2 separate regions of the Ovis aries genome follow, and region 2 is linked to region 1. A link is a contact called in public Hi-C data. All regions are on one chromosome and are shown on one strand. Each heading gives the region's core, a stretch centred on a gene start, on an enhancer-like site or on the middle of the called end of the contact. The rest is flanking DNA. Distances are from core to core; before and after follow the strand shown.

The links. Hi-C and Micro-C count contacts between places; a contact is called where the count stands out from the background.
Region 2: a contact with region 1 is called in a Hi-C map of hypothalamus, with 3 times the contacts expected there. The contact joins the promoter of SYT13 here to the enhancer-like site in region 1. A contact is called at or near these places in 6 of 16 Hi-C or Micro-C datasets (hypothalamus, liver, muscle and 2 more).

Annotation. Positions count from the first base shown.
Region 1 is chr15:74,171,494-74,175,430 of ARS-UI_Ramb_v3.0, forward strand. The region is part of intron 5 of PRDM11 (PR/SET domain 11); the gene reads left to right. Among named protein-coding and RNA genes, the nearest start is that of PRDM11, 69 kb to the left of the region's middle. Within about 2 kb of position 1,693, at least 10 of the 54 cell types and tissues checked have an H3K27ac peak or open chromatin away from gene starts, as enhancers often do. A contact at or near this core is called in hypothalamus, where this site is marked.
Region 2 is chr15:74,243,888-74,247,824 of ARS-UI_Ramb_v3.0, forward strand. It overlaps SYT13 (synaptotagmin 13), which reads right to left and starts at 2,202. Exons shown (of 6, transcript XM_027979653.2): 1 at 1,901-2,202. The coding sequence starts at 2,083.

The sequences.
Region 1 (3,937 bases), core at 443-2,942:
AGGGAAGCCCCGTGCAGCAGGCGAGGGGGGAGGGGCGTCGGAGGAAGCCGGCCAAGTCCCGGCCCGAAAGCTCAGGCCTGTCTGTGCGCCTGTTCCCAGGGTCTTTGTTTCTGTGATATTTCCGTGGGGCCTCTGCGGTGCCTTGCTGGCTTCTTTTTTCTGTGTCCTCTCCCTCTTTGTGCCTGCCCCAAAGCTCTTTCTAAGACTCCTGTCTCTGCGCTCTGGTTCCTCTCCCCATGGCCCCCTCCACCTCTTCTTCTCCCTCAGCAAGTATCTTCCTCTTTCTCCCTCTGCTCCTTATGGCTCAGGATGAACGGTGATGCCAGGGGCTGGGTGGGTGTGGAAGCTCCCGGCCTAGACCGGGCGGCCATCCTTTGGGGCTGTAGTTCTTGGTACTCACCAGAAGGGGGAGCACTCGAGTCCCCCCCCCCCTCGCCCCGACTCCTTGCTGGGGCTGCCACCCACTTTTAGCTCTGCTTCTACGCACGTCTGCCCCCACCTGCGGGCCCAGCTGGAGGCCGTCCGGCTTCCCAGTGACCAGCAGGGCAGGAGGGCTCCAGGGATGCCAGCCGGGCCAGCCCAGGGGAAGATGGTTCACAGAGACCCAGCCTTCCCTTCCCAGGCCCCCTACTGCAGGGAACGTGCTAATTTCCTGTCTGGCCTGGGGAGGGCTCCTGACAGGGGGCTACTCAGAGTTAGCTATTAAGAACTAAGGACGAAGGAGGACACCCTCTAGTCTGACCTCTGTGTGGTCCAGATGAAGCTAAGCTTCCCCTGAAACTAAGCTTCAGACGCAGAGGCAGTCTCAGGAGTAGATTCAGAGTAGGGATTCGAACCTGGGTCTGCCAGGTCCCCGAGAATCCCAGCTCCCAAGTTTCAGGACGATGCTACCAAATTATGAGAAAAAGAAGGGGGCTATCTAGGTGAAGTCTGTTTCTTAAATTCTGTCTTGCTCATCCTTCTGTCTCTCCGAGACTGAAGGTAATGAGATTACCAAACGTGACGTGAGCTGGGCAGGGGGCCCAGGACCCCTCCACTGCAGGCGGGACGGGCCCTCCTTTTCCCAGCTGCTGCGGCACTTGGCCAGAGGCTGGGTGGGACGAGGCCCTGAAAGGGAGGGAAGCGACATCACCACAGTACATCCCGCTCCTTCCAGCACCCCTCTCCCCACAAAGTGGGAGTCCACCAAGTGGGGGTCTACAAGGCACTCGGCTCTCTATGCTGGCCCAAGGGGACGCCAGGACTCGTGGGAGGCATGCAGCCCAGGGCAACCAGAATCTGTGTTCCTGTCACCTTCCCTGGGGTGGTTCTGAATTCAGCCCCCCGCCTCGCATACAGGCAGAGACATGTGCCTGTTTGAAGGGTCAGCCTGTGTGTTTTTCACTCTTGCTACGGGAATTAGCTCAGCACAACCTTGGTCATGAGAGAGCCGCCGAGATCTGAGTGTGCAGGGCTGGGCCCCTCCCTGTGACGGGCCGCGCGGAGCGGTCTGTCTGATGCTCCCTGTGTGCCATCGGGTGTTCCTGGGTAGATGGGCTGTGTCTGCTCCGGGAGCCCGCCTGGGGGCACCGAGGGGGCAGCAGGGCTTATTGCCCAGATAGATCTGCTCCTCCCTGTCTGGGCTGGTCTATCCCTTGCCTCCTTTCTCCAGTCTGTGAGCTTCCCCCACCATCACTAAAAGTGGCAGATTCCAGCAAGGCCACAAGGTGGCCCCAAGCAACTCAGAAACGGCCACGTGGAGGCTGGAACTCGGGGTGGTGGCCAAGAGCCTCATAGTACTTTTCTGGCAGTGTAGAGCTTTCTTCTTTCCTCTTGTGTAGTCTTCTTAACAGCCCTGCGAGATGGGCAAGAGGTCGGGGAGGTAGGTAGAGCAGTTGTTATCTTTGCTTTGAGAAACTGAGCTGCAGAGAGAGGAAGTGAGCCCATGGGTTGACATGCCGTCTCTGGGACCACGTTCCCTCTAGAGTGTCGCTGTGCCTGTGATAGGAAGGGAGCCTGGGGACCGCGGGGGGTTCATGCTCACCTGTCTCCCTGGGGTGCTTGGCCCAAACACCCTGGGGGCCTAGGGAGCAGATACTTTTCCACGGGTGGATGGGGAGCAAGCAGAGGCCAAACTAGGCAGAGGGGTAGCAGGGCGGGGGAAACTGGTAACTTTGCCGGCGGGGGGCTGTGTCCAAGCCCAGAGGTGCCGTCTTTCTCCGGGTTGTAATCATTCGCCCTTCTTTGTTTTTTTATCCCCCAAGATGATGAAGACGAGGAGACCCCCGGGCCCTCGAGGCAGCCACTGCGGGTGCCCCTGCGGCCTTCACCGGAAGAAGAGGCCTGCCTGGCCAGGCCCACCCTGCTCCGTTCCTCCTCCTCGTCTGACCAGTCCGAGACGGTGGGCCCCAAGCCGGAGGCCCTGCCCCGGCCCTCGCCCCAGGCTGCCTGCAGGACCCCTCGGCCGCACCCCGGCCCGCCCAGCGCGGGCTTGGACTGGCAGCTCCTCCATGCCCACGCCCAGCAGACTGAGGTGTTCCGGCAGTTCTGCCAGGAGCTGGTGGCCGCGCACCGGGACCTAGCAAGCAGCATGCAGGCCATCGGCCAGGCCATGGCCGAGCTGAGCGGCCGCGTCAGCCAGGCGTGCCAGACGCTGATGGAGATCCGGGATGGGGTCCAGGCATCTCAGCGGGGGCCTGCCGGGGCCGCCCCCGTGGGCCCCAGCCCCCCAGCCGAGGCTCACCCGGCGGAGCCCCGAGAGGCGCCCCCAGTACCAGCTCCAGCACGGACTACCAGGTCTCGGAAGAGAAAGCACAATTTCTAAGCCGGCCAGTTTGCACTGGGAGGAAGAAAGCTGGAGGAGGGGCGTCTGGCCTTGAGACGGGGGGGCCAGTCTCTCGTGTCCACCATCGATGACCTTGTAGGGTGCTGGGGGGACTGTCATCTCCTCACTGAATACAGGTTGGCTGCCCTGGGCTCAGCCCAACTCCCTCATCTTTGGCAGGTGCTCAAGATGCAGGAAAAACTGCCTGCTCAATGCTTGCTTGTCCTGGAAGGTCAGCCTCCTCTTGGTCTGCATCCCGCGGCAGCAGGCCTTGCAGGGAAGGGGGCTGCAAGAGCATCTCAATGGAATTCTGCTCTCCATCCTCAGGGCTGCTGTACCAGCCTCCCAGGCCCTGATTCTGCTGCTTTCGGGGGGCTGGGGCGGGGGGCAGCGAGGCCTGCGGATGCGCCGGCAGAACTCAGCCCCTCCAGGAGGGGTCTGCCCTCCCCTCCCCCAGGGCTCTGAGCCCCTGCCTTGGCCTTCTGCTTGCCCTCTGTGCGTGTGCGCGCGCACGCACGCGTGTGCTCAGCTGCCGTGCTTGCCTTTTGTGGGGCGGGGAGGAGAGCCAGGTGACGTCAGAGGAAGGGGAAGACACGACCTGGTGATTGTCGAGCACTTTGCGCTTCTCCGAGCGTGTGAGCTCGGTGGGTCCTCAGGACAGAGGGGGAGAGGCAGCCAAGTCAGGTGTTATGGTCATCATTACCACCATCCTCATCTGCATTTCATAGATGACAAATGAAACAGCATCATCTACTCGGGGGTGAGGGCAGAACCGGAAGTCGGACCTGTGGATTTTTCCAGCTCCCCTGCCAGAGGCCAGATCTAGACTTGGGAGGGGTGTTACTCCTTTCCTGCCCCTGCCAAGCCCTCTGGGTTTTGAGTGGGAGGCAACAGCAGCATTTAGGATGTGAGTCCACCCCACCCCCACCTACCCCTCCCTCCACCCCCCCCCCCCCACCCCCCCAACCCCGACACTAAGGCTGACAGCCAGTGGCTGGGAAGAAGTAGGGTCCAAATCTCAGGATCTAGAAGGCAACCCCTCCCCTGGCTTCTAAAAGAACCCAGAACCCAGCAGGGCTCCTGTCCCGTTCCAGGTTCCAGCATGCCATGCCTCTGCTTGCTTGGGCTGCCTAC
Region 2 (3,937 bases), core at 952-3,451, 73 kb after region 1:
GTGGGGCGTTCACATGAGCTTGGCTGGAGAGGTAAACACGGGCCACATCAGACAGGCGAGGCTGTGGGGTGGAGTGGCTCACAGCACGGACTCCAGAACCAGACCAGCTTAGAATCAGGCTCTGAAACTTCTCGGGCTGTGTGGCCCTGGGCAAAATCACTCACCTCTCTGAACCTTCATCTTTAAGCTGGGATCATCATCTACGTCTGTCACTGAGTGTGGCTAAATGCATTAGGTGTAAAGCACTTAGAAGAGAGCCCAGCCCCGGCAAGTGCCAGGCTACAGTGGCTGTGGTCTGTTCAAAAGCTCAGTGAGAAGCTGGGGAGGATTTTAAGCCTGGGAGACGCAGGATCTGGTTTGTCTTTAACAGGTCATTGGCCGCTGCTTGGGCTACTGGTCCTCAGGAAGACAAAGAGCTGGAAGTGATCCCGGAGGTCATTTGCACCAACAGGGCCCTAGTGATTCTTTCCGGGAAGTCGGGGGAGGGGGCCGGACAATGCCTGAAGAGCTGCCACGGTGAAAGGCAGAAGAATGAATGGCTGTCCCTCAAGTGTGCCGAGTGGGAGAGGAGGTTGGGGCCTCCATGTTTGGAGAAGAGCTTGTCCAGCAGCCCCCCACCCTGGACCCCCTCCCAGGCCCCGTGGGGAGCCCGCTGCTCCCATTTCAGACGGCTCTGGATCCCACATCGCCCTGCCCAGCTGACCCCGGATCCTGCCAGCATGAATGTCACTTTGCTGGGATCCTAAGTGCCTCAAGGACAGCAGCCATTTCCTTCCCTCTCACAGTGACTGACAGGGCCCCCGCAGCTGGGCCTGAGCTTTTGAATAATTAATTGGCAAAAGGAAGGCGGAGGCAGGGCTCTGTAGTGCCGCTCCTGGAGCTCTGAGCCCTGGAAGGAATCGAGGGGGCCCAGGGAAGTCGTGAAGTCACCTCTCTCTTCCCCAGGTGGGGCCTGCCTTCCTCCAGTCTCTCCCTTTCCCCGGGGTCTGCAGAGGACATTTCACCTCTGCCACTTTGGGGATGTGTCCTGGACTTCACAGCCCACATAGGGCAGTCCTCCCAAACCTTTCTCAGACCCCCTTCGGCTGCACTGTACAATGGGGACCCCACCCATTTTCTGCCCAGAGAGGCCCTGGGGGACGAGCTCATGTGGAGATAAAAGCCCTCCGGTCTCCAGAGACATCTGCAGCCACATCTTTGGGGAATGGGAGGTGGGAGGGGGGCTCAGAGATACTCCCTCAGGCTGGCTGGAGCTGAGGGCCGCTGGGAGCGGGTGAGCGTCCCCCAGGCCCTCCATACTCACCTGCCTCTCCAGACCCCAGCACCCCCCCGCCCAACCGCCCCCTCCCCCGCTCCCACTGCAGCCCCCGGCTGCCACCCTCTCTCTCCCTTCTTAGCTCGGTCAGTGAGTTCCCCTGAGCCAGCGGCACAACGGCCTCACTCTGCTCTCTGTCACCCTTTCTCTTCTCCCCAGTTCCTGGAGCTTCTCCTTCTCGGTCATTCCCCTCTTCCTCTCCGCTAAGCCTCGCAGCCCCCTGCTCCAAACCCTCACAGCCTCCCTGTTTTATTACTCCCCCCGGCCCCCAACTCGCCTCCCAGCTCCTATTTCTATCCAAGCCCCCTTTCCCACTCACTCCCATGCCCGTGCCTTAGGCTTGCTGGCCCCTTTCCTCCTGTACCCTAGTCACCCCCCCACCCCCAGGCCTTTGGGACCCCCTGCCCCAGGCCCAGGGCCTCTGAACACATCCGCTGTCCAAATCCGTCCGCTGTCCCCACTCCCAGCCGGGCTCTGTCGCGCAAAGAAGAACGCCAACCATTCCTTCCCATCCACTCCCCCTGCGCAGCGGCCAGGGAGACCCCCACCCGAGCCCGGGGGAGGCCGAGGCCCGCGGCCGCTCACCTGTTGGGCGGACCGCAGCACGCTGGGCTTCGCCTTCTCCGGGTCGGGCTCCAGGTCTCGCTGCAACACTCCCTTCTTGGGGTGCATGTGCCGGCACAGGCAGGTGACCCCGCACAGCGCGAGGATGCTGGTGGCCGTGCCCAGCGTGGCGCCCAGCGCGATCACCGGCACCGACAGCACCATGGTGCCCCGCTTCCCGCACCGGGCTCGGTCCCGCCGCCGCGCGCCTCCCGGGCCTGGGGACCAGGCGGGCCAGCCGCTCTCCCGCCGCCGCCGCCGGAGGGGCGGAGGGGCGGAGGGGCGGAGGGGCGGGTAGGGAGGGCGGCCCGAGGACGTCAGAGCGGGAGGCTGGACCCGGAGCTGGCTGGCGCGGCACCGCGTCAGCCCAGCACGTGACCCGACCCCCCACCCCGGCCCGAGGCGGATCCGCTCAGGTGGAAGGCACCTGAGCGCATCGTCCTCTCATCTCGAGTCACCCTTAACGCTTTACGCAGGACACTTGGGTTCAAGAACAGGAGCTCGCCAAGGTCACACTGTGCCTTAGGTTAGTCGGCAAACCAGGACTCAAACCCTGGCCTGCGGCTCTGTCTGGATAGGAGGTCGTTTTACCAGACTACTAACTGGTGCAGAGAGCCCTCTCCTTGGAAAAGACCCTGATGCTGCTGGGAAAGATTGAAGGCAAAAGAAGAGGGCAGCAACGGATGACACGGTTAGATAGCATCATCAACTCAATGGACATGAATTTGAGCCAAGTCTGGGAGATGGGGAAGGACAGGGAAGCCTGGTATGCTGCAGTCCAGGGGTTTGCAGAATCTGATACGACTTAAGGGCTGAACAAAAAAGCTTTGTTCACCCTCTGGCCAAGGAGGCTGGAAAATCGAGGCTTGCAAGAACTTTTTCAAACACAAAAAGCTGGAGATTTCCCATCTCCTGAACTTGCCATGTGCTTACTACCAGGGAGAGGGACTGGTGACCAGGGAGAGGGCACTGATGCCGTGTCTGGGGTTGAGACTATACCTATATTGTCCTGGAGAGGATGATTGCAATGAGTCTTTTCACATCTGTCTGCACTTCCTTAGCCATGAGATTGGCATGTATTCTCATCTCCATTTACAGATGAGGAAGCCTAGACTCAGAGGGGATGTGGGGCAGGTTGAAAAATCCAAACTCAAGTTTGCGGGATTCAAGTCCACCCTAAAGGAAAGGACTTACCTTAGAAGGATAAACAGTATCAAATGCAGCAGCTAGGAGTCCATGCTTTGATCCAGAGAAAGAAATTTAGTGTGCTTCGAGTGAGGGAAAATTAGAATTCCAGGCATGAGGAGGGTTGTCTCAGATCACAAACAGGGCTTTCCAGTGATTTTCATTATGTGGAATGTTTCATTTAATTCAGCGAGCATTTGCTGTGAGTCGCTGGTGATTTCGTTTCAAATAGGGTTCTAAACTTCCCATGAGGCTGATGACTCCCAAATCTATGATCATTCTAGCCAGACCTTTTCAGTCGAGATGCCGACGTGACCAATATTTGATACCTCCCAGTGTTATCCATTTCTGCATAATAAACCCGTAACTTAGTATATTAGAGGGCTTTCCAGGTGCCTCAGTGGGTAAAGAATCTGCCTGCAATGCAGGAGATGTGGGAGACATAAGTTCAATCTCTGGGTTGGGAAGATCCCCTGGAGAAGGAACCCACTCCACTATTCTTGCTTGGAGAATCCCATGATTCTGGTGAGCTACAGTTCATGGGGTTGCAAACAGTCGGACATGACTGAAGCAGCTCAGCATGTAGTGGGTTAGAGCAATTCTTTTGTGACTTCTCATGTGGTTTGTGCATTGACTGGGCTCAGCTGGGCAGTTTTCCTGCTCAACATGGTATCTCCTGGGACAACAGTCAGCTGGGCTGAAACATCCAAGATGGCATACCTCATGGCAAGTGGTTGGTACTGGCTACTGCTCAGGACACAACTGGGCTGTGTATGAAGCACTTGGGTTCTTCCTTACGCGACTGGAGCTTCTCACAGCACCGCAGCCAGCTTC